Regions from separate parts of the Salmo salar genome. Here region 2 is linked to region 1. A link is a contact called in public Hi-C data. All regions are on one chromosome and are shown on one strand. Each heading gives the region's core, a stretch centred on a gene start, on an enhancer-like site or on the middle of the called end of the contact. The rest is flanking DNA. Distances are from core to core; before and after follow the strand shown.

What was found. A called contact is a pair of places that touch in the nucleus more often than the background predicts.
Region 2: a contact with region 1 is called in a Hi-C map of muscle, with 3 times the contacts expected there. The contact joins the promoter of meis2a here to the promoter of dph6 in region 1. A contact is called at or near these places in 2 of 3 Hi-C or Micro-C datasets (gill and muscle).

Annotation. Positions count from the first base shown.
Region 1 is chrssa01:33,402,141-33,406,742 of Ssal_v3.1, forward strand. dph6 (diphthamine biosynthesis 6) reads right to left here and starts at 1,778. Exons shown (of 15, transcript XM_014193806.2): 1 at 1,600-1,778; 2 at 1,159-1,250; 3 at 821-1,005. The coding sequence starts at 1,622.
Region 2 is chrssa01:33,733,573-33,738,174 of Ssal_v3.1, forward strand. meis2a (Meis homeobox 2a) reads right to left here and starts at 2,563. Exons shown (of 12, transcript XM_045717090.1): 1 at 1,851-2,563. The coding sequence starts at 1,877. It overlaps LOC123742471 (a long non-coding RNA gene), which reads left to right and starts at 1,714. Exons shown (of 2, transcript XR_006769646.1): 1 at 1,714-1,878; 2 at 2,798-4,602.

The DNA.
Region 1 (4,602 bases), core at 528-3,027:
ACCACACCACTACCATTAGATAACTTCCCTATACCACACCACTACCATTAGATAACCTCCCTATACCACACCACTACCGTCAAATAACCTCCCTATACCACACCACTACCATTAGATAACCTCCCTATACCACACCACTACCGTCAAATAACCTCCCTATACCACACCACTACCATTAGATAACCTGCCTATACCACACCACACCACTACCGTTAGATAACCTCCCTATACCACACCACTACCATTAGATAACCTGCCTATACCACACCACTACTATTACATAACCTCCCTATACCACACCACTACCATTAGATAACCTCCCTATACCACACCACTACCGTCAAATAACCTCCCTATACCACACCACTACCATTAGATAACCTGCCTATACCACACCACACCACTATCGTTAGATAACCTCCCTATGCCACACCACTACCATTAGATAACCTGCCTATACCACACCACACCACTACCGTCAGATAACCTCCCTATACTAAAGAGTGATGATAGGCTGAAAGTTGGCTCATAGACTGTGACACATGTCATGTAGTTTAGCGTAGCTCTCTCTGAACCTTGAAGTGTAGTCACAAGTATGTCTGATGAGACTGTATGGCATTGTATAAAGGGGGTCCTTGATATCAACAGACTAAGCTACTTCTAAGAACTGATTGCAGAGTAAATAGGTTGGTCTTATAGGCTACCAGTGTGGTCTCTTTAGCCAACTAATTTGCTGTTGCCTCATCTTGCTAAAACACTAGCAATACAACTCCTCTTATCTGTCCCCATGTCCCACTCACTCCTCCATGTTGAGGTTTACCTGAACCATCTTCAGTAGGTGGTAGAGGTCTTCCACTTCGTCTCCCTCTGTCTGGCTGTAGTCTCTCCCAGTGTCCAGGCTGGAGCCCTGGATGGTGCGTCTGTACAGGGGCAGATCCATAGCCTCAGCATACAGGTCTATGGCCTGGTGCCCCACCGTCTGATACATGTAGCTGTCCAACTCATCTAACACAGGGGATGGATAACAGAAGTTCATTCATTTACAGTATTACTGTTCCACTTTGGCAAGGCACATCTCTTAGGGGAAACATTGACCAATATTTTAATTTTGTTTTAAGTACCCACACATACAGGAGGAAAAACAGGTAGACATCTCACCCTTGTTAGCAGGACGCAGGTTGGCCAGCGCTACTATCTGGTGTCCAGCAGCAACACATTTCATCATGTTAAAACAGCTGTCTTTACCTCCACTGCAACAATACAGTCAGAGGGATTAATGCATTCACTACATGAAGGTGCAACTATGTAAATAGCCGTATCACTGTCACTATGATCAGAAACATACAAATGTTAGGGTGATTTCCTTTAGAGTTCTATAATGAAATGCAAGTTCCTCTTACTTGCATGTATTCAGAATGTTATGAACCTTTATTTCTGTAACGAATAACGATGCATGCTATTTCTCCCACACTTCATCTTAAACTAACTAACAAAGTACAGGATATATCTACCTAGTTAGCAAGCAACACATCCTTCTCAGATAGCTAGCTAGAAAACGTGGATAGAACAGGAGCTGTGACAGCAATGACTTAGGCTTACCTTATCAACGCGACTACTTTCATTTTCTTTATGCAATATTTCTGTAGATATAAACAGTTACTAAATGCATAATCGGATAATGTTATCTATGTTTCGTTTACTCTGAATATGTGTACAGCATAGCAACCAGTCACAGCAGCAGTTCGACATGTACACAAAAACTCATGTGAGCAAGCACTTCCTGGTTGAAAGGACCTTTATGAATGAAGCTGTCCTGTGGGGTGCCTGATTTAAAATGAAACATTTATTACAATGAACACTTTGCTCGGTAATGTTATTTATAGATGTCTTATTCCTCTATGATAGAGTACCAATGTTATTGATACTCCTAATGAATATCAATAACATATATATATATATATATATGTCGTGGGTGCAAGTTTCTACAGTCCTGAAGGTCTACATATGAGCTGCTAACATGTTATACTACAATATAATTAATAGATTCGCAGTTGATAGTTTTCTGTAGGACTGTTTGGTGATCAACCAAATGTGGAGATGCTGATTGTGCATGTGTTGTGATGAGAAAGTCAACCAAAGACGGCCATCCCAAACTCTTTGGCTGAATTAGTTAATGACCCCTTCAGTTTTCCTCACTGCACAATTCCACAGTAACAGAATTACGCTGATATTCACATTGTTCACTTTAAAATGTATGCCAATAAATTTCAGTTGATTTAAAAGTTTAACAAACCATACAACTCTAGGCACAAGGACTACCTTTAACAATTTACACAGAACCTTTTACGAAAACACATTTCCTTGAAGTACAGAGCAGACGCAAAGCTTGTATGATGGTTTGTGCTGTTGGTTCCATCATTCTGTTACCAAATTTTGCGTCTGCACTGCTCTTCAAATAAATGTATTTTTGTAAAATGTTCTGTGTAGTCCTTGTGCATAGAGTGGTATGGTTTGTTAAACTTTTAAATCAATGGACTTTGTTTGGCATACATTGCCCCCCTGGTAAATTGACACAAGCTCAAAATAACTTCCTCGGCGTACACATCGCAGACAAACTGAAATGATCCACCCACACAGACAGTGTGGTGAAGAAGGTGCAACAGCGGCAGGGGCAGCAGGTAGCCTAGTGGTTAGAGCGTTGGACAAGTAACCGAAAGGTTGCAAGATTGAATCCCCGAGCTGACAAGGTGAAAATCTGTCGTTCTGCCCCTGAATAAGGCAGTTAACCCACTGTTCCAAGGCCGTCATTGAAAATAAGAATTTGTTCTTAACTGACTTACCTAGTTAAATAAAAGTTAAAAAAAATAAAAAGGCTCTCCAGCAGGTGGTGTGGTCTGCACAAGGCATCACTGGGGGCAAACTACCTGCCCTCCATGACACCTACAGCACCCGATGTCACAGGAAGGCCAAAAAGATCATCAAGGACATCAACCACCTGAGCCACTGCCTGTTCACACTGCTACCATCCAGAAGGTGAGGTCAGTACAGGTTCATCAGAGCTGGGACTGAGAGACTGAAGAACAGCTTCTATCTCAAGGCCATCAGACTGCTCAACAGCAATCACTAACTCAGAGAGGCTGCTGCCTACATTGAGACCCAATCACTGGCCACTTTAATAAATGGATCACTAGTAACGTTATACAATGCCACTCTAAATAATGCCACTTTAATAATGTTTACATATCTTACATTACTCATATCACATGTATATACTGTACCTTATACCATCTATTGCACCTTGCCTATTGCCACTCAGCCATCGCTCATCCATATACTTACATGTACATATTCTCATTCACCCCTTTAGATTTGTGTGTATTAGGTAGTTGTTGGGGAATTGTTAGATTACTTGTCAGATATTACTGCACTGTTGGAACTAGAAGCACAAGCATTTCACTACACTCGCATTAACATCTGCTAACCATGTGTATGTGACAAATGAAATTTGATTTTATGATTTGTTTCAATGAACAACCTCCATCCATGTTCACTTAAATGATTCATTTTGAGTTGGTTAATTGTTTAGTACAGGCCTGTCGTGTTATTCACAATAATCCCTGGGCTGTTAGGCCGTATTGCTTAATTATATTATTAGTTATTAGCCTATTTAAAAAATTCCACAAATAGGTTGAAAGGGGTATAGCCCAAGACAAGTCCAGAAAATAAAACCCCTCACCCGCTCGCCCCATAAACGTGTAGCCATAGAGACAGACAGCCCAAACCAAACATCCATGCTATGGTATTCACACAGGTTGTGCTTTTTTCCCCGGGGGAAGGCTGTGGCTTAAAGAAACCTTTTGATGCTCTTTTTGCTATCTGTTGTTGTGCCAGAGTAGAATAATTGCACTGCTGGGGTGTGTTTCCCTCACCTTCTGCCCCTAAGCAGGCCAAATGCAACTGGTTTTGTCTGAATGTACAAAATTGAAGAAGACATCTTCTCAACCCACTGCTTTTTGCTATGTTCCTTTCTCTTGTTCTGTTTTTGCTTTTTGAAAGCGGAGCAAAGCCTCAGACCTGAGGATGTGCTCCTTTCACCCTTAAAGAAATCCTTCCATACCATATACGTATTCATTCCTTTACACTTGTGTGTATAAGGTAGTTGTTGTGGAATTGTTAGGTTATATTACTTGTTAGATATTACTGCATGGTCAGAACTAGAAGCACAAGCATTTCGCTACACTTGCATTAACATCTGCTAACCATGTGTATGTGACAAATACATTTGATTTGATTTTTGAGTGTGTAGGTATAGCCTGGTGGTGCAGACACTGAAATACATACATTGGCTAGAGGCCACTGGTAGTATCATCCTTGTGTTAAGGCGAATGATTGCATTACTAAAATCATTCCAATTGATTTTAGCATGCAAATACAGTCTGCAAATGCAGGGTGGAAATGATTTAATATTGCTTTTCAACTTTTTTTCTGATTGTGAATAAGATAGGAGTAAATGGATAAATGAATGAGATTTTGATCAAATGTAATCAATATACACTATAAACAAGGTATTATTATGTTAAAATGGTATTGTATTTTCTTAGC
Region 2 (4,602 bases), core at 1,313-3,812, 330 kb after region 1:
TGATGTTCAAGAGAGGATGAATCTTTTCAGCCCGTTTTCATCCAGCAAGTCCGCGTCCTCTTTATGCCTCCGGATTGCTATCTTGTTTTATTATTACTGTAAAAAGAAAAAGCAATAGAAATTAAGAGATTGCAATTCAGATCTTTCCTTTCCCCGTAGGTATTTCGTCTATCTCGCGGTCTGAGATGAGTGAGTGTCAGCGAGTGTTGGCAGGTTGGCTGCTAGCTTGCTTATAGAACAGAGTCAGTTTGCTGCGCTGATCGGCGGGAGAATGAAATGACGGAACCCGGAAGTAGCGGTGGCCATAGCCAGTCCTACAGCAGCTACAGAAAGAGAGGAGAGACCAAATCCTGTGATATGCAGAGTATGCACGAGGACGGCTTCAACTCCTCACGGGGGGAGCCAAACAACACAGATTCTACACTCCCAGGCAATTCCCTTCGCTGATAAGTGAGAGGCAAAAAGAAAAGCAAAAAAGTGAAGTAGCCTATTTGTGTTAATCTGCTATGCGTTTAGATCCGAAGCAGCGTTTTCCTATACATGCCAACGCGGACCTATAGCGCTGTGTACTAAGAGTAGGAAAAGCCCGAGCTAAGGCGCACGACTAACTTGTTCTAGTTTCACTATTGCAAATAGTCTGAAAGAAATACGCGTGGCACCTCGTACCATTCACGAGTCAAAAAAGTTATCATAAATATGATAAATAATGAACAGTAGGCTATTGTTCACACATCACCACTCATACTTATTGTTTTCACTCAAAAATATTCTAAACTAAGACTCCGTCACGCAATCAAAACATGATATCTAGTCAAATCATCTATAATGACACTGTAAAGATACCTGATTCGTTTTGAGTTGAATTTATGAGCATGACGCTTACTTGTTAACGCTTACTTGTTATCTTGTGTTGTGGTTATAGCCGGTGTGCCTAGTATGAAATATCTCCGTAATACCTTTTAATCGTACTGCTAATTATGAACGGGGCTGTTTAGCAAATTAAACGATATGGCGCACCCCTTCTCAGTCCAGAATGAACTTTTCCAAAAAGAAAAAGCTTTTGTAGAGAAAGTAATTTTGTATGTTTCTCTCGTCCAATCCCCTCTCTAGATAGAAATCCGTGCCTTACCTCAGAGTAGTCAATTATCAAAGCTCCACAAGATCATCAATCATGTCTTGAGTTTGAAGTTTAGAGGAGGAGCAACGCTCCGGCCATCGATTGCGCTGAGGCTATAGCCCTTTTTCCCTGAGCCCAAGCTTTTTTACGCACAAAACCGAAACAGGCCATCTATCCCTTTTAATATTTAGCTCCATCATTGATAATATACACTTTTGCGCAGATGGCATCATCGTTATATTGATATGTTTTCACATAAATTGATACATTTATGGCTCGGTGACATTTTTGGTGGTTGTCGAAATTAACCATTCATAGGTTGGATGAGCTAGTGGGTTGGATTCAGCTGTAAGGTCAATATACTCCCAACAAACAAACGCGCCATACGGTTGCTTGGGATGACAATAGAAATAGCAATTGAAAAATATTTTTAAAATGAAGGACTGTGACAACAATTCTGTTTGTTGGCATAAGGGGGTGGGAAGCCCTACAAGAAAAAGTAGGACTGCAGGGTTGACGAACGGCTGTGTGGACAGTTCAACGTGCAATAGCCCGAGAAGGAACTACAGTGTTATGCGCAGAGCGGCATGCATCGTCTCCAAATACCTCTGACCGATGTTACATTCTGTGAACAGAACCAGGGGCTGGATGCGTGAGCTTTTGAAGACATGGGTTTTTGATATTAGCCCGACTGCTATATAATGATATCGTGCACTATGACCTGTACACTAACCCTAGCGTTTTTCTTCCGGACAAACATGGTAAGTGAATCATATTATGTCCTTTGTTGTGTCTCGTAAAACGGAAGGTTCTCCAACAGTGCAGTTGTGGAAAGTCAGGCTAAGTAGCTGATATGATTAGGCCTATTCTGTGAATGTATAAAATGATTCAGTCGCATTAGAGCTATCCAATCCCAAAAAATGTAAGTAACATTTTAAAGCGTTGGATAAGTAAAAAGTGACACATTATTACGTCATATGGTCAAAAACGTATACACAGATTTTTTGGAACAAATCTTTTATCTTATATATATTTTGGCCTAAAGGCGGGTGATGTACACATTCAAGAGCTTGTGAAGCTTGAGGTGGTGGTTATGTGAAATAGCCTTTTCCAAAATGCACCTCAACCTTTTCAACATTCAAAAGTTGTATATTTTATCAAATGTATATAACACAATATGTTAAATGTTTATGAAGTTTATTTGAGGTATTTTACTTATAGTTCTTGGTACAAGTTAAGGACATGCTATTCATTACAATGCAATGCAATGCAATGGTGAATCCAAAATATAGCCACTATCAGCATTCAAATCTAACATAAATCCGAATAACATCAAATAAATCAGAATCCTGTTAGTGAGACATTATATTTTAGTTACGGCAATAAATACACTTTTATACACTCTAAATCCTCGTTCTGGATATTGTATTTCAATCCTAATACTTAATAGTCTTAATATAATTCAAATTAATATTTAATAATACGATTAAATTAGCCTTGTAAAACCTAGAACATAGCCTAGATTAAATGGAGGATACCTAAAACATGTTCTCATGGTTTTGGAAACATGCAAGTGTTTGCAAACCAAGACCTTTCAAGTGTCCCATATCATGCCCAAGTACCCATTATGTTTAGCACTACATTTTCAATAAGTGGATTTCCCATTGTGTGACTTTTCAGGTTGAGGACTCATATGGATAAGGATACATATGAACAAAATCTGTGTTCAAGTAGAAGTGCATCTCCGTCAACATGCGGATCCCTCTCTTCTGCAGAAGATGGCATTAACAGGCGGTAACATTTCATCTGGTGGTGTCAAATTGAGGTCAGTTTAGGGTTAAAGCTCTCGGTGTCCGTGTGGGACATGGCCAGCTGCGTTTGGATTCATTAGGGGGCAGCGGATCCATTTCAAGGAAAACACTACTGAGACGATCACGAGGCTAAAGATCCACTCGGTGTCACATCCTAAAAGTGCACCTACTGTAAAAAAGTAACCCCCAAACTCCCATTTCAAAACAGACACCAATATCTCCACTTTGCCATGGCTTCCTCTAAACTAGCCTGGTAGCTTATCTTGTTGCTAAATATGGAGAAATGTTTTGTTGATTTAATTCCTTCAAAAAGGTCACTGATACGAATCGGGGTTTAAATCCTCTTAGTGACCTTAAATACTTCTTTAGAAACAATCGCTGCTTAACCACAGGAACAAATAACATCGGCCTAATCTTGTTTGTTACTTTGTTCTGAGTTGGCCCGCCTTAGTATTTGAGATTATGCAAATAGGAAAAGCTAATGTTGGCAATAGAAAGCCCACAGATAAGAGTAGATCATAGACTTTTCTGAGGGGGACAGAAAACCAACACTTTCATTAACCTAAAGGTATATTTAATGTATGGTTATTTTCTGAAGTTTTATAGTAGGCTTTTGTTCAGTTGATGTTCAGACAATATCAATACTCGAATGTATATGTTCAAATCTAGTGATTAACTAACTATTCATTTATATAGGTTTGTTTATCTTAGTGTTTACATAATCTAGAGGGACGTTTTTTTTTGTTTATACGTAGCCCTGTCAATGTTTTCCTCATGCAACACATACGGCATTACCTCACCAGGCTGAACTCTTTCTGACCCCACGTGAAATGTGACTAGGGTCCCAGAAAGTGGAATGAGCAACTCAAATACTTGTCAAAGTTTCGCGGCTAACTGTAAATTCTTCAGTTCCAAAGCCGTATTTTCCCCTCTATCGATTCTCAGATTCTGGTGTCTGAGGAGGGTGAGAGAGAGGGGGTGGGGTGGGGAGCTACACAAAATGTAACTGTGGCGTTCTCCCTTGAAAATCCTTGGGATTTGTCTCAAAGACACTTAGCATGCCTAATGCGTAAAATATGCATTCCTCTAGCGACATCTGGCGGATTGAACAAACGCCAAACGTTGAATCGCGCCACTATTAAGAATTATGAAAAAAATAGGTAATCTTTAGGAAAAATCTAATTTGCGTGACAACGAATAATATGCATTATAAATTGTGATCATAATGAAGTCATTATTATTTGAACCATATATGTTTTTAAAGTGCAATTGAATATATTTTACGGTTGAAAATAGGCTTATTTGAAAAATATTTTGTGAGGAGAGAGAATGGATTCGAATGCCGATGTTATCAATATATCAAGCATCATTTGTATCCCAACAAACAATTTTTCTGTGTGAAATGTGAACCACGCAGGGTGCTGTGTAATATCAAAAATAACGGTAACCAAAATTGTACTATTTGTCCAAAGATTAGGAGTAAATAGAAAAACCCAGTGAGGAAGTTGGGACCATCATTAGTTCTGGTTTCTGGCTCAATTAATGTAAAGGAATTTACTGGTACACAGGCCATTCATCTCTCAATGCAATTACTCAAAGGTGTTTTTCTGTACATGAAAGCTCCTGCGAAATAGATAACTGGTGGAATTAAAAATGACACATGAAGCTCTGATT